Linked DNA regions of Sus scrofa: all the other regions are linked to region 1. Evidence: chromatin contacts called from public HiChIP or PLAC-seq data. All regions are on one chromosome and are shown on one strand. Each heading gives the region's core, a stretch centred on a gene start, on an enhancer-like site or on the middle of the called end of the contact. The rest is flanking DNA. Distances are from core to core; before and after follow the strand shown.

Region 1 (4,763 bases), core at 569-3,068:
AGCTGAAATCTGGATGTATTATTTGAATAGCGCTAGCATATTCTAGAAGGGCTGTGAAGAAGCAAGACTGTTCCAGAAACGTTGGTGATCTATGGCCCCAGGATCTGGAGGTGGTGAAGAGCTAGGTTTTGGAGTCACAGGAGCCTGGTTTTAAATGGTGACTTTGCCACTACCGGCTATGTGACCTTGGCCTGTTACCTAACATCTCTGAGCCTCATTTTATCTGTAATGAAAGTGTTTCTTTCCTTAGAGAGTCAACGCAGACTGGTTTCTTGGTTGTGAAGATTACATAAGATAAACTCATAGGGCTCGTAGCATGTAATTTTTGCCTTTTATTCTATTTTATTTTCGTGTCTATTTTATTTTAGTGTATGGCTGCACCCATGGCATGTGCATGTTCCCGGGACAGGGACTGAATCCGAACCGCAGTTACAACTTACAAAGTTAAAGTGGGATCCTTTAACCCACTGCCCTGGCCAAGGGTCACACCTGTACCTCTGCAGTGACCCGAGCCGCTGTAGTCAGATCTTAACTCATTGTGCCCCAGTGGAACTCCTGATTCGTGCCTTTTAAATGGTAGCAGGAGCAGTAGTTGTTATCACTAGTAGTATTTTTATTTTTACATTTCTGTGTACCTGCCTTCTAGAAGAGTGGGTCTCAACCAGTGCTGGGTTTGGACCCCCAGGGAACATTTGGCGGGGCCTGGAGCTATTCCGATCGTCTTCATGGGGAGAGGGACGCTACTGCCACCTAGTGGGTAGAGACCAGGTTCGCTGCTGACCATTCCTAGTGTACAGGACGGAGCCCCCCCAGCCCATTCAACCCAGTGGTACCAAGATGGAGAGACCCTACTCTGGATATCTGAAAAGAATTAGGAGCTTGAAGGTCAGAACTGTTGGATGGTGTTGGGGTGATGGATTTGGTTCTTGCACTGGCAAAGAGGCACTGAGTTTAGGGGGCTGTGGGCAGTCCCACATCTACCCTCACTGCTGCAGAGGAAGTGAGTTCTTGTGGGAACCTGCATCTAATAACGCTGATGGAGTTCCCATTGTGGCTCGTGGGGTAACGAACCCGACGAGTATCTGCAAGGATGTGGGTTTGATCCCTGGCCCCACTCAGTGGGTTAAGGATCCCACGTTGCTGTGGTGGGGTGTAGGCAGGCAGCTGCAGTTCTGATCTGACCCCTAGCCTGGGAACCTCCCTATGCCGCAGGTGCGGCCCTAAAACAAAATACTAATAACCCTGAGATTCCCCCCTGCGACCTACACCACAGCTCACGCAGGAGCTGGATCCTTAACCCACGGAGGGAGGGCGGGGATTGAACCTGCATTCTCATGGATACTGGTTTTGTTAGCACAACGGAAACCCCCCACACTGAGATCTATACCCCTTAAGGGTGCTGTGAGGATAAGCCTGCCCCGAGAGCGTAGAGACGCTGGTACGAAAGGCTAAATAAAGCCAAGACGATTGCATCAGGTCCCGCGGGAGGGCTGCCTTCCTGCGCGGTGGTGTTCTGGGCACCTGGGCGTTGCATGAGCCCTCGTCTCTCATGAGCTCATCGTTTATAAATGACAGCCACCCAAGTTGGAAAGTATGACCCCCCCCTCCCCCCGGGTTGGCAAGTGGAAAACTTACTCAGCTTTCTTGCTGGAGCCTCGTGTCTTAACTTATTTATCTTAAAAATAAGACGAATATACTGCTGCAGGCAAGCTCCGTTATGTGAGAAGAGAAAAATGCGTGTAAGAAGTTCTTGAGAGCGCAAACTTTGTCAAGGTTACCGCTGTTATTTCTTTTGGTTGCGGTGGAGCAAGTGGACACTAGGTGGCGCTACGTTCTCGCGCGAGAGGAAGCTCTGCCTTGGGTGTAAGTTATCACTGTCGGTCCTGGAGCACACGCACCCCAGAGTGAAAAATATAGTAACAGGCAAGATTTAGTTCTTAAAATAAGTCAGCGGCCCAGTGAAGCAAATACAGCCATGGCAGGTACATTTTTTTGCTTCAACTGATGGAGAAGGGCATTTATTGCCTACAGGCATCTGGCTACAGATATCAAATGATAAAAACACGCAATGTAATGAAACCTCGCAGCAGGCCTGGCCTCAGGAGAGAATGGGAGGCAGCTGGGCCCAGCCATGGGCCCGGGATCTGGCACGGATGTTCTTCTGCCGTGACGGTTTCATAAATGCGCAGTTGTCCTGCAAAGACCGTTCCCATCGTCTGTTGGCTCTTCCCCGCACCTCGCCACGTCTCTGAGCCTCAGTGTTTCACCAGTTAGAATAGGGATGGCTTTCCTCGCCGGGGTCCTTGTTAGAGGGTGAGCAGAGTGACGATCACACCAAGAGAGGAAGTCGGGTTGCATGTTGTCATGGTGATGGGGCCAGACTACTCCCCAGACCCTCCGCCGGCACCCCCCCCCCCCCCCCCCCCCCGCCCCGGCCTCTAACGCCACTGCAAGGGGATTTTTGGATTTCCTGGCCCTCAGGCAAGTTCACAATCCTCTCGCCACTCTTCTCCACACTCTGTAGACTCTACTGCAAAGTGCCTCCCAGGTGGGTTTAGAAAGGGAGGTACAGGGGTAAAAGGGTGGCTTCAGGCCCAACAGTCCTGTTTTCCAGCTCTGCCACGAGCTAGCCCTTTGACCTTGGAAATGACCTTCCACCAAAGCCTTAGCGCTCTGCGCTCACCTGTAAAATATGGATGCAAAGGGCAGGGTGTTTGCCAGAGGGGCTGAACATCTCTGAATGAATGCGCACCAATCAGAACCCCAGAGGATTGCAGATCCAGCGGCCAGACGGCAGAGGGGGAGTTCCGCCCAGAGGAGGGGCCTCGGATGGAGGTGCGCCCCGCCAGTCCCACCAGTCCTTTCGTTTTGCTTGGGTCAGCCCAGCCCTGGTCCCTCCCGAGCTTTGTAAACTTTTACCATCCACTCTCTGCTCTTCCGCCGTTTTCCTCCAGGTACTGCTGGCTCCTGGATGGAGGGGCAGGGCAGGGTGGCACCTTAGGGACACCAGCTTCCTCAGTTAGTGTTCAGGGCACCTGCAAGGTTGTTTCATCCTAGGAAACGAAGATGAATCACTGGCAAGTTCTGGGCGGGGGTGGGGGGTATGGTAGAGATGGGGGGGTGTATTACCTCTCACCTCTGATGGAGCAGGGGGGTGGGAGATGCAGCAGCCCCCTGGGAGCAGCAGAGGTGCTCCTTTGTCTCGGATTAGAAAGTGTCTAGAAGCTGCTCCTTAAAGGCTATGCAGCGCCTTCTTGTTGGGTCATCAATGGTGCTTCAAAGGAAAGGCAGACACACACCTGTTCTCCAGGCAGATCAGGGCTTTATTTTTGTCCAGAGTCGTACCTCATGTTATAAACAGCATGGGCTCATTGGGTGCCACAGGGTGGCTGTCCTCATGGCCAGTTTAAGACATTTGTCAACACGGAAGTGGCCTGTGAGCCTCCGGCCTGGGCCGGTCCCCGTTGTCCCCCAGTCAGGGGGAAGGCCAGGTGGTCAGGACAGGCCAGTGCCCTCACCACTGGGCTCTGAAACTAGGGCTGTCTGGGCCAGTGACTTTTTAGGGCTTGACATTCCCCTTCCTGCCAATGTGACAAACTGGTGGATCATCTCCAGCTCCCCGCCGAGGTCCAACCTTTGGGATGCAAATGGTTCTTGAAATAACTCTGATCTTGAACTTGCTGGCATCTGGTCATCTCCCAGACCTCAATTCCCATCCCCCCCCTCCTTAGAGTCAAAGAGCACCTCATCTCCTGGAGCAGGACAATCAAGCTTTGGAAGGTGAAGTGTGTTTTCCAGCCTTGCCTGTCCCCTCCCAGGTCATTCTAGGTTGTCAGTTTCAGGGAGGGTGGCTGGGCCAGGGACCTGACATTGGAGAGGGCACCCTGCGTCTTAGGTGCATTATATACATTTATCTCACTTGTTACTCACTACCACTCTGCCCAGAAGCAGTAACTAGCCGTGACTTAGCCATCTCTTCAAGGATGACCTTGTCTCGCTCATCATGCAGCTTGAAAACGGTGTGATTGTATTTTAAGCTCAGATCTGAACTCTTCCCAGTGTGTCGTACTGTTGGTTTATGCCTCAATCAACACATGCTTATTTAAGTATCTTTTCTGCCAAAAGTATCTCTTCTGCCCTGGGGAGTTCCCTGGTGGCTCAGTGGGTTAAGGATCCAGCGTTGTCACTGCCGTCACGAGGATCACCACTGTGGCGTGGGTATGATCCTTGACCTGGGAACTTCTGAATGCCTTGGGACTGGCAAAAAACAAAAACAAAAACAAAAAAACTGCCCTGGGTAAGAGCAGGGAACTTATGGCCATGGTTCTTGCCCTTAGGGACTGAGATAGAATTGCGAAGGAAGACTTAACAGATGGAAGCTGATGAACAGTGTGAAGAAGCATCACAGGTGCCCAGTAAGTGCAGAGGAACTGCTCAGCCTGCAGGAGTGACTCTCAGTCGAGGGGAGAAAGGGAGACGAGTTCCTTCTTGAATATGAGTGAGGCTGGGGTGGGGCCAGAGAGCCCGGCTCTTCCTGAAGCAAACGTGCGTGGTGTGTTCTGAGAGCAGTGCTGTCCCACGATGGGCACAGAGGTGGCAGAGTCAGGAAGGTGGGGGCAGGGAGCCATGCCAGGTTCTGCAATTTAGACTTCGCGCTGAAGGCAGTGGGGACCCTGTCACTGTTCTCCAGGTGGTGTGTGCAGTAGGCAATGGTTTGAGGAAAGTCAGACTTTCAGAAATATTAAAGCAGAAACAAAGGGTAG
Region 2 (4,763 bases), core at 992-3,491, 760 kb after region 1:
TGAGTTCTCTGCCATACGGGTTTCTCCAGGGTGCCATACACAGTATGGGCGTATACTTCCCCTGTGTGTGGGTTACAAGAAAGAGCTCAAGAGCTGAGCATCCAAGGTGGAAGCCAGTCTTTCGCAGCCTAACCTGGGTCGGCTTGTCCATTGCTTTGGGCATCTCCTATTCACTAGCAGTGAGTCAGTAAATTCAGCCCATGCTGAGAGGGAGAGAGCTGCCTGAAGTCTTCAATACCGGGAATCATCCAGGGTTATCTTAGAGGCTGCTGAGCATACAGCCCATGATGCACAACAGCAGCCTGAAGCATCAAGGCTTTATAGAATGAATATACACATATACACACAACCGGGTAACTTCCATGAACAGAAAAAAAATTGCCAGCTGAACTGAACTGAGGGTGATTTATAAACAGGTAATTTGTAAAGGCCATAATCTGAATGATCTGCCCACTACTGGAAATGAAGTATGACAAATTCCCTGTTATCATCACTATCAAATTAAGAGACGAAAGAGAAATAGCGCCTTCATTCTGATGCATTGGTCATGCTACGTTGGTTATGGTTACACTTCAGTCATTTGGTGAATGCAACAACTTGACATATGAACTGCCTTTGAGGGAAGCTGGGTTTAGAAGCCTCAAGACTTCATCTCAGAACAATTTATCACAGAATACACAGTATAAATGTAACCAACCCTACTTCAGGTGTGCACACAGGTGTGTTTATGCAAAGGACAAAAAGCTTAATTAAATGCATTCTCTCTGTGAGGTTGAAGGTGTTTTCACTGTATTACAGCCAAAGGCTCTTTTATCATTATTTTATTATGATAAAAGCTTATCAACCACAATTCGGTAACTGTGGATCTTGACTGTGTCTTCCTGGATTCGTGGGGATTGTAAAAAAAAAAAAAAGCAAATGGAATTTATGGGAAAAGAAACAATTTGAAGACCTTACCTATCAGAATTTGATTTCCTAATCCATTAAGGACATTTACTCTCTCTGCTTTGATTTCCTACTGGAGAGTGTCACTTAAAATTCATCTTCTGATTCTCTAGAATATTTTAGGACAAGGCTAACACAAGCATAATACACTTTCCTATGGCTACAAAGATAGCACACATCCAGAAAGTGATATATAATTTGTCCGGGGCTCACTGTGTTATCTTTAGGAAACTTAATTGCATAAGATCATTAAGGTACAGTCTGGTCACCTGCCCTAACTCCCTACCATCCCTCTAGCCCACACATTCTCTTTCTCCATAAGCAGGAGACTGGCTACCTCGACTCCACTAAGTGCAACGTGATGACAACCCCGAGAGGGTTTTCGTTCTCTAGTGTTTGGAATCCGTAAAGTTGTGTGAAACTGCACAGTTATGAAAATTGTTGGGAATATAAAAGTGCTTGGCTCCTTTCCCCTGATCCAGAAGGTACTGTGTGTTCTTTGGATCCCAGACAACTTTTTGGGCAGTTCCAGATAAGGTTTCCAATAACTTCACTCTGTGTCCCCGTTTTTCTTGCCCTCATTCCAGAAGAAGTTGGAGAGCTGCCTCCCAAATAATTTTATTGTGAGGAAAGTTATTATGAAAATGTACTCCACTGATTTTCACTGACCTCCAAAACACACTCCCTAATTAAGTGCAAATGGGAAACTGACTTGGTGCAGGTTGTCTCTGATTTTGGACTTGGGAGAAGTATTAAAGTTTATGAACTCGATATGCAAGCTCCATCTGCCAAACGAGGAATTTCTTATTTCATTTGGTAACTGCACTGAGATTATATAATGCTCCTCGGAAAGCTCTAACTGCTGAAGATGTGTAAACCATCTGTCTGTGTTGAAAGGTCAAAAAATACACTGCCCCCACACTGTGTCTCTGGGCATAACTAATTATTTATCCAGAGAAATTTCATCATAGTTTTGTGTGCTTTTTTTTAACATTGAATTTCTACATAACCATAAAATTTTACAGCACTAAAGAGGCAATGATTATATTCATGCTCTCACATCCTTTTATAGGAGGCTAGGGTTATTCAGATTTAATATTGAAAGAAATCTGAATACCTGGCAGAGGTGAAAGGGAGCAGCAGGCAGGAAGGTAAATGGACTTCTAGCTCCCCCACCGCGTCGTTCCCATCCCTGCCAGCAGGGGGCAGGCGCGGCAGAGGGAGCGGAGCTCGCCTTCTTCCGTGAACGGGAAGATACACAAACAAGGAGAGAGGGCGAAAGCTGCCTGAGGTTTCTCTACCCGCCAGTGGCCTCCTACTGGCAGGGCTAAGCGTCAGGTGTAGTTCTGAATTCCAGTTCCATCACGTACCAGCTTAAGTTCTAACAAATATTTATGATAATAATAGTAACTAACATTTTGAGACCCTGTTCTGAGCCAGGCACTGCATTAAAGCACTCTACGTGCATTATTTTATCCCATCCTTCAGGAAAGTACGTTGAGTAGGTTTTGTTACTCATTCGTGTTTGAAAAATGAGAAAACTGAGGCTTAAGAGATGAAATAACTTGCTCACAATTACTTTAAGTACGAATAAGAACTGGAATAGTCATCTTGCACCTGGGCATCCAGTCTCAACTTTATTCATTTAGCTTTTGTGTGCTTCCCCCCACCTCCCGTTTTCTTAATCCTTTAACCTGACAAAACAGATGCAAGTCATTTTAGTTGTGGTGCTACTGCCCAAAGTGTGAAACGTGGAGTAGACAGTTATTGGGTGAATGTGTCTGTGTTGCCAGGGTAATTCAAGAAAAGGACCGTTTCCCCCCAGATGAGCAAACTGCCTGAAGATGGTGACATTTCTGAGTAGGGTTTTAAATTAGCTACTACGCAGTTCCCCTTTCTTTCCATGGTGTAGCCATACCGTGGACATATACCATCTGTTGCTCTGACCCCGTGTGGTTGTTTTAGCAAATACGGGGTATATTCTCAGCCTCCGCTTTATAATCAGACCAAAAAAGGGGTGCCCCCCCCACCTGCCCCTCCCTCTCCGAGCCTCAGAACCCTCGTCTGTCAAGTGAAAGTACCGGTCACCCAGGACTCATTCACTCGTTGAGGGGTAAACAAGCGAGTGCAGGTGAAATAGCTGGCCTGGCTGGGCCACCCGGGGGAAGTACTCTGCAGCTCTTCTTATTCTGACACAACGTCAAACTTGGAAGACAAGCCGTGAAGGCCAACAGAGGTCCAGATGCTTTGGTTCTGGGTGCCGAAAGTCCAGGTGTTTGGGAAACCTCGGCTAAGTCATTGTTGTTGGGGTGCACTGATGTCGTTGGCACCACAGGACCCCGGACGCGTTCGAGGGCAAATGAGGATTAATGTTCTCCTCATTCCTGCAGTCGCCCTTGGTGAAGAACTAAACATACAATGGCATAAAGGCTTCCCTTTTCCATGGCTGCCGAAAACATGACCGACAGTCAAAAAGCAACTTTTTTTTTTTTAGGCTTTTAAAGAATTAAATGGGAAAAGAAAGCATTTCTTTATTTCTTACACTTTCTCTGCAGCTTTCAAACATGTCACAACAATCTAAATGCAACCCAATGCTACTTTGTTCAGGCTCATCTTAAACGGGCCTATATTTGAAAATAAAGATCCAACGTTTACCCACCTCCCTTAGTCAGGGTTTTGGTTGTTGTTGTTATTGTTTGTACATGTACAGATGATTTTAAATAGCTGGCTCCTCAAAATTAAATATTTTTATGAACTATAAATTCCTTTCAGTAGAAAAATCCTTCTCAAAACTCTGTCCATGTCATAAAATATGACCTATAAAATCAGAACTTATGCATTAAATGCATTAGAGGGTAATTGTATGATAGAAGAACTGGCCAAAGGGACTAACTATATAAATATTTTTTCCTTATTACAAAAATATGACCGTATTTCCCACATAAGTTTTCTCAAACATTTCTGTTTTGTTGGTCTTATTTTTTTCTCACTCTTATTTATTCTACATAGTTTAATAATTTTCAGAACACACATTAACGTCACTATTTTTTTTTCATGCTCAAATTAGACAAAAGTATTCCCTCCATATATCAGAGTATGAGAAAAATAAAATGTAGACTTTTCCTAAAATCTATCTCAAACCCTAGATGCTTTAGTTAGTCAAAGGGAGGTAGGTGGATAGCTTTGAAAGTAGAATTTTAAAATACTGTTTTCTACAAAAATTATAAACTACCTGGTTCCTATGAGGTCTGTCTTTCTAAAGTTAGAATCTACTGACTTTAGAGAATCCTCTAAAAAGGATATTCTACAAACAGCAGACCCACCACTGCACTGACCCCAGAGTCAGGCAATGAGCCAGACAGCATTCTAGAAAGAAAAGGTGGCTCTGTGGATCCCAGATAATCAGTCCTCAGTAGGTTGACATAACTTGGGGACAAAAGTGATGATAACCTTCAAAATCACTTTATTATTGATCTGTTTGATCAAGATTGGAGGAGATCCAGTTTATCTCCTACAGTTGTAGGTCCACCTGGAGGAAGAACCAATGGGGCAAGTTGGCAAGTTAAGTACAGTCTTACCATAGAGAATGAGGAAATGCCTTTAATTCTCTCTACCCTTGGCTCAGAATACTCTGCGGGAAGATCTGTGAACTTGATGAGCCCATTAGTCTGCTAGTGGCTAGCACCTAGCTCATAATAGGTGTTCAATAAAAAGTCTGATGAATTGTCAGATTCAGGCCAACCCTGTCATTCTTTCCTCTTGTTGGCAAATCGTCTACTGAATCATAGCGCTGTCTCCAGGCTGCCCACTGAAGGTTG
Region 3 (4,763 bases), core at 772-3,271, 700 kb after region 1:
CGGCTCATCGCGTCTGTGGTTGGAGCTATTGAAGGGATCCTGCCAGGGCCGTTGTCTAACCACATCACACAGCAGTTTATGTGTTCATGGGAGAAATTCCTGGGGAATCAGTTTTCGATAAAACTGTGCTCTTTCCGAATAAGTGGTTTGTTTTATTTTCCTTGCAGAGAACTGTGACTAATCACCATCTTTCTTTGTTTTGGCTGTTAAGAAGCTTGGAGTCAAACTTGTTGCCTTTTTCTGTTACTTCCATGTGCTAATCTTATTCTGGATTTAGGATATTCCTTTTCTTATTTCCCCCCGGCTCTCATTCCCTTGATAACATCATTGAACGGTGCATATTTTTTATTCACTTCCAGAGTGCTTTTTTTGAATAAAACAAAATGAGTGCATTAAAAATACCATTCAGTATATATTCACCTCGTTTCTTGGCTTTGGTCTTTGCAAGTCCTGTTGGGTCAGATGCTGTTATTTTCCCAGGCTTAGAAAAGCCCTGATGGAACATAGGAACACAATTACTCAGCGCTTCTTGACAACCAGGATGTTAATGATGGGGATTTAAACCACAATAATTTATGAAAGTAAAAAAAATTCACAACCAACCATATGCTAATTTATTTCCTATGTAAATGACTGGCTGCTAGAGGCAGAGAAACATCAAGGGCAGGGAGCAGAAGATGAAGCAATGGCATCAAGTTCTGAACAACTCCCTCTGTTCCTTCAAGGCTGGTTCGTGTTCCCGTTCCCTGAGCTCGCTGCTCCCCTTGCCTTTATTACACTGCCGTGTGGTACAGATGGCTTCTTGGTTGGTATTGCTTTCCAAAGGCCCACGATAGGGCCATGGTGATAGAGAGAGAGATGGCATAGATAATGCAGACTCAATACATGTTTCTGGAATGAATGACTCAAGGGAACAGAGGAAAAATATTCAACAGAGGGGAGTAGGTGGTAAACTTGGAGGGTTTCTGGGGGAGTGACATGTACATTGTGTTTATGAAGTAAAAACATGTACGCCAGACAAAGAAGACAGGGCAGGAAATAGTGGGTGCAAAGTACACAGCTGTAGAGAGCCTGTGAGCTGGGGGATTGCAAATATTTCAGTTTGTCTCCAGTGTGGGCTCAGAGGGACTAAAAGAGATGAACGTGGAATGTGAATTTTATCTTGCGCCCTAGAGAGAGTCGTTGATGAATTTGGGGTAGGGGAAGGGGCAGGGTGTGAGATGATCACATATGCGTTTTAGGGAGATTACTTTGACTCCAGTGAGGACCGTGGATTGATGGCAGACATTTAGGAGGCTATTATATCAATCCGGGAGAGAAATGATGAAGCTTTTAATTAATTAGGGAGTGGGAGTTATGATGGAGGGCTTAAGGTGGTAGAATCAACAGACTTCGTGATCAATTGCATAGGGAGGATGGTGGGAGAGGGAAGGTCTATGATGCGTCCCCGTGTTTCTTTGTTGGTTAACGGGATGGATGTTGGTGTCATTTTCCCAAATAAAAATTTTTTTAAAACAAGAAGGTGAGGGGAGGGTGATTAAGTGAACTTTGGACACATTGCACTTATGATGCCAAGAGTAAAGCTGAATAAAGCAGGCTTGTAGATGCAAGGATCGAGAGCTCCAGAGATTGACTTGGCTAGACACTGCATGACTTGGGAGGCATCTGTGCAGAGCAGGACTGCCGAAGGCCTGAGCAGGACAGTGTCCAAGAAGATTAGAAGAGGGTAAAGATAGAACACCGTGAGACATTGACCTTAGGAGATGAGCAGAGGAAAGAGGATCCAGTGACGAAAGCTAAGAAAAAAAGAGCGAGAGGGCAAAATTAGTGCAATCTCAAAGCCAAGGGTGAAAAAAAAATACCAAGAAATAACGAGAGTCTTGCATTTGCAGCAATTTGACAGACTAGATGTTCTGAATAGTCCTCCTTTTTTTTTCTCTTTTTGTCCCCAGTCCTCTCCAGGGCCGCACCCAGGGCATATGGAGGTTTCTAAGCTAAGGGTCTAATCAGAGCTATAGCTGCCGGCCCTACGCCAGAGCCATATCTGTGACCTACACCACAGCTCACGGCAACACTGGATCCCCAACCCACTGAGTGAGGCCAGGGATCGAACCCGCAACCTCATGGGTCCTAGTCAGATTAGTTAACCACTGAGCCATGACAGGAACTCCCTCCTTTTGAAAAAAAAAAAAAAATCTGGATATAATTTTTTAAAATATTTTCAGATAAATTGTTGAACTGCTAGTAAAGAATCCTCAGAAGCAAAAAGTGTAATGCAGGCATGGATCCAGTGTGGTGAGCTTGCATTTTCTCAGAAAAATATCTATTTTCTTCCTTTTTTCCCCCTTTTACGGCTGCACCTGAAGCATATGGAAGTTCCTTGGCTAGTGGCTGAATCGGAGCTGCAGGTGACACCATAGCCACAGCAACACCAGATCTGAGCTGCATCTGCAACCTATCCTGTAGCTTGCAGCAACACAGATCCTTAACCCCCTGAGCAAGGACAGGGATCAAATCCACATCCTCACAGAGACAGAACACAGCCACAACAGAAACTCGGAAAAATCCCTATTGAACTCTAGAGAGCTTGAGTTTTCATTTTGATAGCCAGGTGGGGTACACAAACTAGGAGACAATGAGATGAAGAGTCTAATGGGAGATGCTACAGAAATGTGAGGACCCTAGTGTAACAGAGACAAAAAAAAAAAAAAAAAAAAAATATATATATATATATATATATATATATATATCAGCCCGGCAGAGGAGAAAAACCAAGAGTCTTGCCTCGTTTGAGTTGCTTATCTTCAGTAAAAGAGGGAAAAAGATAATCACCTGAGGAAAAAAGTTTCTCCTAAGAATTCAGAATTGCCAAGTAGACCTTACCCTGAATATAAAATCATTGTTAAAATTAAAAAAAACCACAAAATACTACACCACACAGTAAACATCACACTGAAACAATAATCAACAGAAATAATAGAGATCTTCTGTCATTTTAACAAAGATTATATACTCTAAAATTACCAAGCCAAGAGTAACAACTAAAATGTTTTAGGTATTAAAGAAATAAAAGAGTGAATAAGATACAGTTAAAAAAAAAAGTCCCTACAGCCACTATGGAGAACAGTTTGGAGATACCTTAGAAATCTATACATAGAACTTCCATATGACCCCGCAATCCCACTCTTGGGCATCTATCCGGACAAAACTCTACTTAAAAGAGACACATGCACCCGCATGTTCATTGCAGCACTATTCACAATAGCCAGGACATGGAAACAACCTAAATGTCCATCGACAGATGATTGGATTCAGAAGATGTGGTATATATACACAATGGAATACTACTCAGCCATAAAAAAGAATGACATAATGCCATTTGCAGCAACATGGATGGAACTAGAGAATCTCATACTGAGTGAAATGAGCCAGAAAGACAAAGACAAATACCATATGATATCACTTATAACTGGAATCTAATATCCAGCACAAATGAACATCTCCTCAGAAAAGAAAATCATGGACTTGGAGAAAAGACTTGTGGCTGCCTGATGGGAGGGGGAGGGAGTGGGAGGGATCAGGAGCTTGGGCTTATCAGACACAACTTAGAATAGATTTACAAGGAGATCCTGCTGAATAGCATTGAGAACTCTGTCTAGATACTCATGTTGCAACAGAACAAAGGGTGGGGGAAAAACTGTAATTGTAATGTATACATGTAAGGAAAACCTGACCCCCTTGCTGTACAGTGGGGAAAAAAAAAAAAAAAAAAAAAAAAAAAAGAATTAAAAAAAAAAAAAAAGTCCAGATTGTCGCTAATCAAAGGTACAGAAGGAGGCAAGTGAGAGACTGAGATGCAACAAAAACAAAAACAAACAAAGAAGAAACAAAGAAAAACGTAGCTCACAAAGACGAAGAACAGACCGGTGGTTGCCAGCGGTGGCAGGAACCTAGTGAGGGAAATAGATGATTTTCTCCATCAGGCCTTAGCAGGACAGCGGCGGAGGAAACAGAAATTTAAATTCAGACTTGGGATTTTGCTGGTCTGGGGGTCGGAAGTACAGGGACCTGGAGGAGGAGCAGAGACGCATTTTCAGTGAAACGGTGAAAGTTCAGCTCCGGGGCCTCTGACACGCAAGCCTGCGAGGACTCAGCGAGCCCTCATGCGGCCCTCAGGTTTCTTAAATTTGACGAAAGTGAGGCAGTTCATTGGTGGGGGCCAACTTCTTTTTCCAGTCTGTCTTCAGGTCTGTCACCCTTTGCCTCTTCTCAGGTCCCAGGCATTTTTGGGATCTAGCTTAAGGGAAGGTGAGTGAAGGGTCAGGTTGAGTCAAATAGGTTTAGCTGATGCACAGCCCCTTCCACGTGTAGTCAAGATAGAGTTAATTTCAGAGGAGGATGGCCTTTCAGAAAATTCCCACTGCTCCTCATCACCTGAACTGTGAAACGGACTCGTGTGTCCTATGTACCGAGTGACAAAAGGACAGGGGAAGGGATTCATGAGGGTTGACAATTCCACATTAGTCATTGTGGAGTTCCCCGTCATGGCACAGCAGAAGCGAATCCAGCTAGGAACCATGAGGTTGCAGGTTCGATCCCCGGCCTCACTCAGTGGGTTAAGGTGCCGTGAGCTGTGGTGTAGGTCACAGAGGCAGCTTGGATCCAGCATGGCTGTGGCTGTGGTGTAGGATGGCAGCTGCAGCTCTGATTCAACCCCTAGCCTGGGAACCTCCATATCTTGCGGGTGTAGCCCTAAAAAGCAA
Region 4 (4,763 bases), core at 684-3,183, 590 kb after region 1:
TATGTGGTCATTTCCAACACTTGGCCCAACCCCAGCTCATGAACATCTTCTGCTGTCTTGAAAACTTTTACGGTTTTCGGATGAATGCACTGGCTTTTGATGAACAAAGGAAATGAGGTCCTTGACAACAGTTTCCTTCTTTGTGTTGTAGTTAGTTTGTTCCTCTTGAACCTGGGGAGACACCGGAGCCTTTTACACAGAACCGCACGCCTGGGAAGGGCTCCCTGGTCACAGACAGGACTGTAGTCTGTTGTCTGCAATGAAGTTTTTTTAAAAAGTCAGATAAACAGGTGTTTTCGTGTGTCAGACTCACAGGTGTGTTACTTGTGACCTGAACTGGGCTATTACGTACCACGCTGTGTGTGGCCTCTGCTACCTACCCAGCGTCTGAAGAAATATGAATCCTGAAATACATTTACGCATAAGGGCTTCGGGAGGAGGGAGGATTGCTATCTGAAATTTCAATGTTTCTCGTTGTGGCTTCAGGAAACCTCTTCCTCAGGCCTCTCCTACTCTTTTCGAAAGTCCTTGCTACCGTGCCTGAGGGTGGGAGGTGGGGACATCGCCCACAGAGCTTCATTCCCCCGGAGTGATGCGTCTTCTCTTGTAACACAGGAGGATTTATGACACCTTTTCCCATCTTCTTTGTGGTAGTAAATAAAAAATGGAACTCCTGCCATGGGGCAAAAGGATCGGTGGTGTCTTAGGAGCACTGAGATGCAGGTTCGATCCCCAGCCCCGCACAGTGGGCTAGGAGCTGGTGTGGCTGCAGCGGTGGTGGTGGAGGTGGCAGCTGCAGCTCAGCTCCGATACCTGGCCTGGGGCGGCCAAAAAAGGGAAAATGGAGCAGTCGGCCTCTGACTATCAGAGAAGGCCTTTATTTCCGAGTTACGGCGTGTACGGGTACGTGTGTGTGATTTAGAAACAGGATGGTGGACCCAGGGCGGGATGCTGTGTGTCCATGAGGGCCCCCCTGAAACACGTGTGATGCGACTTGAAACTGCCTGGCACACAGCAAAAGCCTGATAAAGTTGGACCAAGGCCATCCTGACCACACAGCTTGTCATTTCAGGAGCAGCAGTGCCTGGGATTTTCTCTGAGGAAGTCAGCTGAGAAATCAGCAGATGCAGGAGAAATCAGAGACCCCCCCAGCCCTTCCCTGTGTCACGTAACAGACTCCCTGGTCCAACCTGAAGACGCACTGCGTCTTTCCTCCTCCCTTCCTCCTACAAAGATGACAATGAGGGCCCATGATTTGATCCCATCCTCTGTCTGAAATCAAGTACATGCCGAGGAAATTCAGGGACTACTCTCAGTAGGCTTCTAGAAGCTTATCTCCAGACTTAAAAATTAAAGAGAACAAAACTAGGAGCTAGGAGCAACCAGAAAGAGGGATTGGCTTTCCGTGTCTTTCAGTTACGTGTTTTTCTCTTGGGGGGATTCGATTTGGAGAAAAACACTTGGATGGAGGCAGGATCAGCTCAGGGGCAGGGCCATATTTAGAAGCTCGACATGCTTGTTTTTTTGTGTGTGTTTTTTTGTGGTGCCAAAGGAATCGACACTTCGTTTTTATTCCCCCAAAGAAAACAGAAGCTCATTATCCTGACAGAGGAAGTCCAGAACTTTTTAGGTGGAGATTAAACTTTACTCTCAAACACTGAGGCTCCTGTTCAGCTTCTTGGTTGAGCGATTTTAGTAGCTTTTAAAAATGGTTAGCATGCTCCGTTGCTCAGCTTTCTAAATAATTTAGAGAACTTGTGACCCGGAGCTTTCATGGAGCTGATGTAACTGTTCTGGAAATCTCTTGACTTGAACTTGAGACTCACTTTCCTACAGCTGCAGTATGTCCACGGTCAACAGCAGTCTGTACCCAGAAAGAGGAGGGGAAATGGGGGTGGGAGGTGGAGGGGGAGCCGTCCTCAAAGAATTCTGTCCTGGCCTGCAGTTCTACACATTCACCACCAGGTGTCTGTCTTCACACGAGCAGTCTTGCTGGGGTGAGGCACCACTTGACTGCCAGATTGTTTTTAAAACTAAAGCAATTTTCTAGATGTTGCTGCAAGTGGGTATAAATGTGCACATATAAAATGAAGTCTCAGAGCCAAAGGAATAATTTTCAGTCCCTCATCTAAGTAGGAGTAATCATTCTCTCCTTGTGTTTATCTTCTGATGTCTGGGAGAACAAATTAAGGCAGTTCAGTGGCCAATGATTTGGAAAATGGTGAAAAAAAAAAAAAAAAAAAAAAAAAGACTTGTCCTCTTCCAAAACCTCGTCTGGTGTTTGTAAAATTCAATGTTCTTAGTGTGCAAACAGGTTTATGCTCCCAGAAATCTTTCTTTTGTAAAAATAGACAAATTCTCTTCTCAGCTGGCTTCCTATTCTGGAGTGGGGCGTGATGGTTCAGTTTCTGCCTTAGCAGCATTTCAATTTCAACCCTTGGCTCTGAGATGGTTGAAAAATATCTCTCTTTTGAAGTGTAAAAATGAGATTTTATTTCTTTCTGCCCAGAATTGAGAGCGATAACTACCTAGTTACCTGATCTGGTAACTCTAGTGGGGTTGGGAAGGCATACATGATGCCCACGAGTCCATGCTCGGGAGGAAGTACTGCTCTTGCTGTCCCCTGATTGAGCAGGTTCATGGCTATCTCTTTAGGTACTTAGTTAGTCTGTTACACAGAAGATAATTACCATCAGAAATCCTCCCTCTTCACTCTTGCTGGACAAAACACGGATGTTTCTGAGAGCCCTAGATGTCCTTGTCTCTGCTTTAGTGAAATTACACATCCATGAGAGTAAAACAGTCAGCTAGTCCAGGAGAGGTACTTTATGGGAAAGAACTGTGCTATCTTAATATAGCCGCTTCAGTGGGGTGTTGGGAGGGAACGGAGATAAACATACTGTATATCAAAGCACAGTGCTGAATCCAAAACTTCCTTTTCTGTCATTGCTGTTCATTTTTGCTTGGTTTTATTATTTTTGATATCTTTGGGACATTCAAATTAGTTTCTCAAGTGACTAGACACATAAAGGTATTTGGAACAGGAGCAAAACAAGCCCTCAGCCCTCACCAATGCTGGTGGTCTGTCATTTCTAGACCCTCAAATATTTTTAGATATATTGATTACAGCTCTGTTTCCTTCCAACTTTTGTGTTTAATAACACAATTACCTATGCCATTTGTTACTAATATGACCAATGTTTATTTACTGCCTACTGTGAACTTCATGCTGAGGATAAAATAACAGTCCACTCTGGAGTTCCTGTTGTGGCTCAGTGGGTTAAGAACCTGACTAGTATCCATGAGGATGCAGGTTCGATCCCTGGCCTTGCTCCCTGGGTTAAAGATCTGGTGTTGCTGCACATTGAAGCGTGGGTCATAGGTGTGGCTCTGCTCCAGTGTTGCTGTGGCTGTGGTGTAGGCTGGCAACTGCATCTCTGATTTAATCTCTAGCCAGAAACTTCCAAATGCCTTGAGTGCGGCCCTAAGAAAAAGAAAAAAAAAGAAACAATTCACTCAAATAATGACTATACCAGTGAATACAGTGAATGGAACTGTGCAATTTACTTCTGAAATACACTTCCAGACCTATAGAATAAAGTGGAAATCTTTAATGCTGCCGATATTTGTGGTATATAAAACAGATTTCTGTGTTTGGGTCACATAATACTCTTTTATTATTCAGTTGCTATGTTTAGAGAGCATTGTTATTCAAATATGTGAACTACTGAGTCATATTACAGTGGAGGAGATTTACCTAAAATCACCATGTAAATCATCTGGCCAATATCACTTAAACTAATGGATGCAAACAGAGAGGCAAGGATTTTTATACCCGTTCTATAAAAGGGAGAATAGAAATTTGCTTTGTAAAATTATTTTCACTTGGCTTCAGTTGTCTGGATATAATTATTTTACTCTTATTATTACACTTAAGTCATTACATCTGTTTCCAAAATGTTCTGGGATGGAAGAATTAACAGGAAGCAAGTTCTGCAACTAAAACCCCTTTCTCTCCAAGCATAGCTCTTGGTGATGAATGAACATAGAGGAAGAAATAAGAGCAGCACAAAACTGGAAGGGAAACCTCTAAATGCTTAGGTGAACCTTGGCTAGAATGACATGGAGAGGATCCATCTCTGTTTCCTCTGAAAAGCATTCTTAAAACCCCCAGAGTATATGTTACAGCCATGTCAAAAGACTAAATGAATTTTTTTTTCCCATTGGGCAAGAAAGATTGGTGGAGAGAAATTTGCATTTTTTGAGGACGTCAAATCTGGGCCACTTACTCTGATTTGAAAAGGAACCAAGCAGGGCCATGCTGCTTTGTAAAATTGTGAAAATAAAAAGCAGGAAGGGCCCCTGTAAAGTCTGTACAGGGTCAAGAAATTTAGTTTCACTTATTTGCTGCACTTTGGCTAATATGCTAACTATAAACTTTTTGCATTCATCTTGCTGTTTTCCATTTAAGGAGGTCATTCATGAATTCATTCAATTACTGCTTCTTGCATGTTAGCCAGCCTTTAATAATGGGCAGGTAAAGGAATAGACATGTCTGGTGTGCAGGCAGATCTGGGTCTCAGCGAGCAAACACATCCCTCGACTCGCCAAAAGGATGACATTATGGATTTATAGTGATAGGAACGTGGCTCCAGCAGCTCAGGAGTGGATTCTTACTATCACGCACACTAGGGAGTATTTCTACTTGGCCTTGGAGCATAACTAGCTCTTGTTGACCATGAGGTGAGGGAAGGCATTTTAGG
Region 5 (4,763 bases), core at 1,163-3,662, 560 kb after region 1:
TGAAGCTCCTTCTCACAGTTACATGAGGCCAGTCGGACAATATCTCAGGGAAAGAAAGCTCGACTCATAAACTGGTTGATTCCAGCCACTTCTCGCAATGCCTTCATTTGGACAAAGGCTCGTCTTCCCTACATTTGGGGAAAGACTGGCTTTCGAAAAGGGTATTCGTCTAAGTTTTCATGAAGGAAAACCCAATATATGATTTATTTTCTCCTAAGCTTCCATGAAGCTAATTTTTAATTAATCTTTGCACCACAAAGCTGCTGAGACTTTTTTTTTCTATCAATACTCAGGAATCCATATATGCGATGTAAAATTACTTAACATTGTCCATAAACAAACAAACAGTCTACAACCAGAGTCTCCCAATAAGAGAAAACTCGATCACCTAGGGTGAATTTTCACATTAATATTCCTTATCCCCTAGAACCAGCCATTGACTCTTTATTTCTGGTTTATTTCATGCTATCCTCAGAAGTCATTTATATTTTCAAACTTATTTTATATTCTGGTCAGAAACTAGAGTTTGGAAGAAGAAAAAAGAAAAAACCCACTAAATTTATAATGAGAAGCTACAAAAAAGTGGTGGTGTCTGTCTCATCCAGAGGCGCTTTTGAACAAAGGCCTACTTCCCCTTTGGGTAGAAATACCCACCATCTCTTCTGAGATGCCAAGAGAGATGCTATAGAAGCCACTTGATGCCGGCAGTCATCCCCTGAATCGTCCCTGCCTGCAGGGATGCAGGGATGCAGGGATGCAGGGATGCAGGGATGCAGGGATGCTCAGAGGTCCCTCTTTACTCCATCCACCCAAGAGGAGTGGGATCGAGGGAGAATAGGAGACTATACTTGGTAGTTTGCCAGAATGTAAATTCTGACCCAAGCCGCTTGTTAGAAACTGAGCAACAATGACTTTGGGGTCTTCAGGATGCTAGCTGATGCCCCCCAGGTAAATCTTGCATGGGTTCCTGCTGCTTCCCCTATTTTCTTGTTGGGTGACCGGTTACAAGGTCTCAAGAGGTAACTGTTCTCTTTTACACTCATTTTCCTCAGCAATGTGTGGACTCCGTTCCTCTATAGAGAACAGTAGAGTCTTCTGAATAAATATTAATGAAATGGACGGAAGCTCTTCCTCTCTTCGACGTCTTTTATCTTGTTAAGCCCACGGAAAAGTCTTTCTTCAAAGACTCAAAAGAAGGGTATCTCCCGCTTCTTAATAAGCAAACCATCCAAGTGATAGAATCCTGTACCTTAAGAAACAATGCAGAGGAAAACCTCTCTAAATGTGACCTTTCGGGTGACAGGAGGACCAGGAATATTCCAGGTCACAAAATCTGCTGAGGATAGTGAAAATAACAGCTCTTCTTTCTAATTGACAGGTAATTGGCTCCAGCAATGATTAGTCAAATTACCACATGCTTCTTTAAATGGAAAACTTCCAGCAGGTATTTGTTACTGATAGTTACCTGAGTGAGGGGCTGCTTCAAAAAAGAAGGCAGAGGAGTTCCCGTTGTGGCTCAGTGGTTAACGAACCCGACCAGGAACCATGAGGTTGCGGGTTCAATCCCTGGCCTCGCTCATTGGGTTAAGGATCTGTTGTTGCTGTGAGCTGTGATGTAGGCTGGCGGCTGTAGCTCCAATTAGACCCATAGCCTGGGAACCTCCATATCCCATGGATGTGGCCCTAAAAACACATAAAGATAAAAACAAACAAACAAACAAAAAGAAGGCAGAGGAGTTCACGGCAAAGACAAATAGGAGATTGGGTGTCACCATTCACCGAAGATAAATCTGAAATAAATATGAATTCTTCTGCAATTAGACCATAAACAATTAGGGGAAAATGCATTAATAAAAATTGGATTTGCTGTAACTATTTTCTAAAATGAAGCACCTCCGAAACTTCTTCCTTTTTGTAACAGTATCTGCCCCGTGGCCTGTGGCCTCTCCCCAAACAACTGTTAATAGCTTGGTCCCAGGAAAAGCAATACTATATTTCTAGCCTGTGTGGTGGGACTGGTTGCCTAGCATTGCGGTAAATTTTACCAAACAGTTGGCAGAAGGATCAGACCAGCTTGGCTAAATGAATTCAGCCATCACGTAAGACTGCAGGGCATATTAAGAAGGCATGTCCCTCAGAGCATTTGATACTTTCCTGTTACAGCCCCCCATCCCCCGGTATAATGCTTTGGCTGAGCAGGACGTAATTCGATATTAAACGAGGTTCTTGTTAAGTAGATACAATGAAATAATGCTGAGTTTTTGTTGCATTAGCAGAGGTAAATGCATTTTATTAGCACTCATTAGAAGGAGGGAAAACTTGGAGCTAAGGATTCATTAGCCGAAGGCGGCCCCTGCGAGGTAGAGCGACTGAACTGTTTGGGGCCAGAGGAAGGGGACCCGGCCACACGCAGCAGGTTCTGAAAGCCTGGCCTCCCTCCATCCACCCTAAGTCAGATGTCTGAGAACAGTGTGGGGTAGAAATGTTAGCTTCAACCGCGGGCCAGCTGAAAATATGCGTTTCTTTCGAAAGCTGTTAATTTGACAAGAGGCAGAAGCCCCAGAAAGAAAGTACAATCATGATTTATGCTTTAGATTCAAAAGGAAGTCATTTACTTGGGGATTTGGAAAAAATGCTACCAGCTCTCCAATTCTGAAGATACATCATGAAATCTGCTTTTATTCTACGTTGTTGTTAGGAAAAACCACACACACACACACACACACAACACCCCCCCCACACACAATTTCTCTAAAAAAAAATTCCCCCCAAAACAAAATTAATATGACGAAGCTGGGGTTTTTTTTTGGTCTTTTTTTTTTGCCTTTCCTAGGGCCGCTCCCGCGGCACATGGAGGTTCCCAGGCTGGGGATCTAATCAGAGTTGTAGCCGACGGCCAACACCAGAGCCACAGCAACACAGGATCCGAGCCTTGTCAGCGACCTACACCACAGCTCATGACAACGCCAGATCCTCAACCCAAGGAGCAAGGCCAGGGACCGAACCTGAAACCTCATGGTTTCTAGTCGGATTCGTTAACCACTGCGCCATGACAGGAACTCCAGATGAAGCTATTTTTTTGTCTTTTTTTTTTTTTTCTGGGCAGCACCCATGGTGTATGGAGGTTCCCAGGCTAGGGGTCAAATCTGAGCAGCAGCTTTGGGCCTGCACCACAGCCACAGCAACGCTGGTTCCTTAACCTACTGAGCGAGGCCAGGGATCCAGCCTGTGTCTTCGTGCATAAAAGTGGGGTTCATTACTGCTGAGCCACAAAGGGAACTCCATGAAGCTATTTTTGTTTAATCACACTTCACCAAACACAGTTTTAAGCTAAAGGACTGAATGATAATACATTTTCGATAACCTTGGAACATCAGAATCTGGGGGTTTCGTCGTCGTGTCATGTCTCTTCGACGCAGCTCTACAGAGTGTTCGGTTTTATGAAGACATCCAGCTACGGGTCTACTGTTAACTCTTAAGACATCTCTGCTCACCAGCGTCTGTCTCTGGGTTGCCAGCCTCCCACTTCGCATCATCTCCTGGAGCCCTACCCGGGCTGTTCTCCAAACCTAGCGCCAACCAGATCCATCCCTGGTCCTTCCAAGGCCCTCCCTCCCATTCTCCCTCTGGCATCTTCACGGCCATCCTGGGTTGCAACTTCAGCATCATTATTATTGTTTTTTATGTTCCCATGCAGTCAGCTTACTAACTCTCTAGACCTGACCTCTGCAACGCCCTTCGAGCACCCTCTCTTCTCCATCGTCCCTCGGCAGGTCAGCCCTCCCCTGGATGTCACTGGGTCAGTTGCCACAACCTCAACAACGGACAGGGTCTCTCTTCCTGTTTTCCTCCAGGACACTCCATCTTACTCACAGATGCCAGAGTCATTTTCCAGGATCACAGCTCCAAATGGGCAGCTTTTCTTGCCTGAACTCTTCAGTGGGCTTCTACTGTTTTGTCAAATGAGTGTGATGTCATCTGTTGCAGAGCTGTAAAGCTCAAAGAAGTTAACAGAGCCAGCCCACACCCAGCGGTTAGCTCAGAGGGAGAGCTCGGCAGTGGGTAGCTTTGATAACCTGTTGTCCACACCCTTGCCGCAACCAAGCTGAACTGCGCATGCTCGCCGTACGTGCGGCCTGTGGCTCCTTTTCCTTCCCTGCTCTCGTTCAGATCGCTTGGCCGGGAGAACACTGTCCGCGTCCCCCCACATTCAAATTGGATTTAGTCTCTGAGACCCACCTCCAGGGAAGGGGTACATGTCAAGGACTCCTCCTGATCTCAGCAACTCCAGCCCTTCAGTGAGAGTTCTTTAATTATTCTTGTGACTTTCCTTTTTTTGGGTCTTTTTGGGGCCGCACCTGAGGCATACGGAGGTTCCCAGACTAAGGGTCCAATCGGAGCTGCAGCTGCTGGCCTACGCCACAGCCACAGCAATGCCAGATCCAAGCTGCCTCTTTGACCTACACCCCAGCTCACCACAATGCCAGATCCTTAACGCACTGAGCGAGGCCAGGGATCGAACTGGCATCCTCATGAACACTAGTTGGGTTCGTTAACCACTGAGCCATGACGAGAGCTCCTATTCTTGTGATTTATTTTCTTTCTTTCTTTCTTTCTTTCTTTCTTTCTTTCTTTCTTTCTTTCTTTCTTTCTTTCTTTCTTGTCTTGTCTTCCTTCCTTCCTTCCTTCCTTTCTTTCTTTTGTGTGTGTGTGTCTTTTTGCCTTTTCTAGGGCCACTCCCGCGGCATATGGAGGTTCCCAGG

What was found. HiChIP or PLAC-seq counts read pairs in DNA pulled down with a chosen protein or histone mark.
Region 2: an H3K27ac HiChIP or PLAC-seq map of skeletal muscle shows a contact between it and region 1, with 4 times the contacts expected there. The contact joins two enhancer-like sites. A contact is called at or near these places in 1 of 47 Hi-C or Micro-C datasets (embryonic fibroblasts) and 1 of 2 datasets of contacts at active chromatin or transcription factors (skeletal muscle).
Region 3: a contact with region 1 is called in an H3K27ac HiChIP or PLAC-seq map of skeletal muscle. The contact joins two enhancer-like sites. A contact is called at or near these places in 1 of 5 promoter capture datasets (fetal skeletal muscle), 8 of 47 Hi-C or Micro-C datasets (embryonic fibroblasts, fetal skeletal muscle, heart right ventricle and 4 more) and 1 of 2 datasets of contacts at active chromatin or transcription factors (skeletal muscle).
Region 4: a contact with region 1 is called in an H3K27ac HiChIP or PLAC-seq map of skeletal muscle. The contact joins two enhancer-like sites. A contact is called at or near these places in 2 of 47 Hi-C or Micro-C datasets (embryonic fibroblasts and heart right ventricle) and 1 of 2 datasets of contacts at active chromatin or transcription factors (skeletal muscle).
Region 5: a contact with region 1 is called in an H3K27ac HiChIP or PLAC-seq map of skeletal muscle. The contact joins two enhancer-like sites. A contact is called at or near these places in 1 of 5 promoter capture datasets (fetal skeletal muscle), 7 of 47 Hi-C or Micro-C datasets (embryonic fibroblasts, fetal skeletal muscle, heart right ventricle and 3 more) and 1 of 2 datasets of contacts at active chromatin or transcription factors (skeletal muscle).

Annotation. Positions count from the first base shown.
Region 1 is chr10:11,300,421-11,305,183 of Sscrofa11.1, reverse strand. The region is part of intron 2 of LOC110255736; the gene reads left to right. Among named protein-coding and RNA genes, the nearest start is that of TRNAT-UGU, 11 kb to the left of the region's middle. Within about 2 kb of position 1,818, at least 27 of the 83 cell types and tissues checked have an H3K27ac peak or open chromatin away from gene starts, as enhancers often do. A contact at or near this core is called in fetal skeletal muscle and skeletal muscle, where this site is marked.
Region 2 is chr10:10,542,874-10,547,636 of Sscrofa11.1, reverse strand. All of the region lies in intron 2 of LOC110255631 (a long non-coding RNA gene), which reads right to left. Among named protein-coding and RNA genes, the nearest start is that of HLX, 280 kb to the right of the region's middle. Within about 2 kb of position 2,241, at least 13 of the 83 cell types and tissues checked have an H3K27ac peak or open chromatin away from gene starts, as enhancers often do. A contact at or near this core is called in skeletal muscle, where this site is marked.
Region 3 is chr10:10,604,314-10,609,076 of Sscrofa11.1, reverse strand. The region is part of intron 1 of LOC110255632 (a long non-coding RNA gene); the gene reads left to right. Among named protein-coding and RNA genes, the nearest start is that of DUSP10, 300 kb to the left of the region's middle. Within about 2 kb of position 2,021, at least 2 of the 83 cell types and tissues checked have an H3K27ac peak or open chromatin away from gene starts, as enhancers often do. A contact at or near this core is called in skeletal muscle, where this site is marked.
Region 4 is chr10:10,713,276-10,718,038 of Sscrofa11.1, reverse strand. The region is part of intron 1 of LOC110255633 (a long non-coding RNA gene); the gene reads right to left. Among named protein-coding and RNA genes, the nearest start is that of DUSP10, 190 kb to the left of the region's middle. Within about 2 kb of position 1,933, at least 24 of the 83 cell types and tissues checked have an H3K27ac peak or open chromatin away from gene starts, as enhancers often do. A contact at or near this core is called in skeletal muscle, where this site is marked.
Region 5 is chr10:10,738,915-10,743,677 of Sscrofa11.1, reverse strand. The region is part of intron 1 of LOC110255633 (a long non-coding RNA gene); the gene reads right to left. Among named protein-coding and RNA genes, the nearest start is that of DUSP10, 160 kb to the left of the region's middle. Within about 2 kb of position 2,412, at least 4 of the 83 cell types and tissues checked have an H3K27ac peak or open chromatin away from gene starts, as enhancers often do. A contact at or near this core is called in fetal skeletal muscle and skeletal muscle, where this site is marked.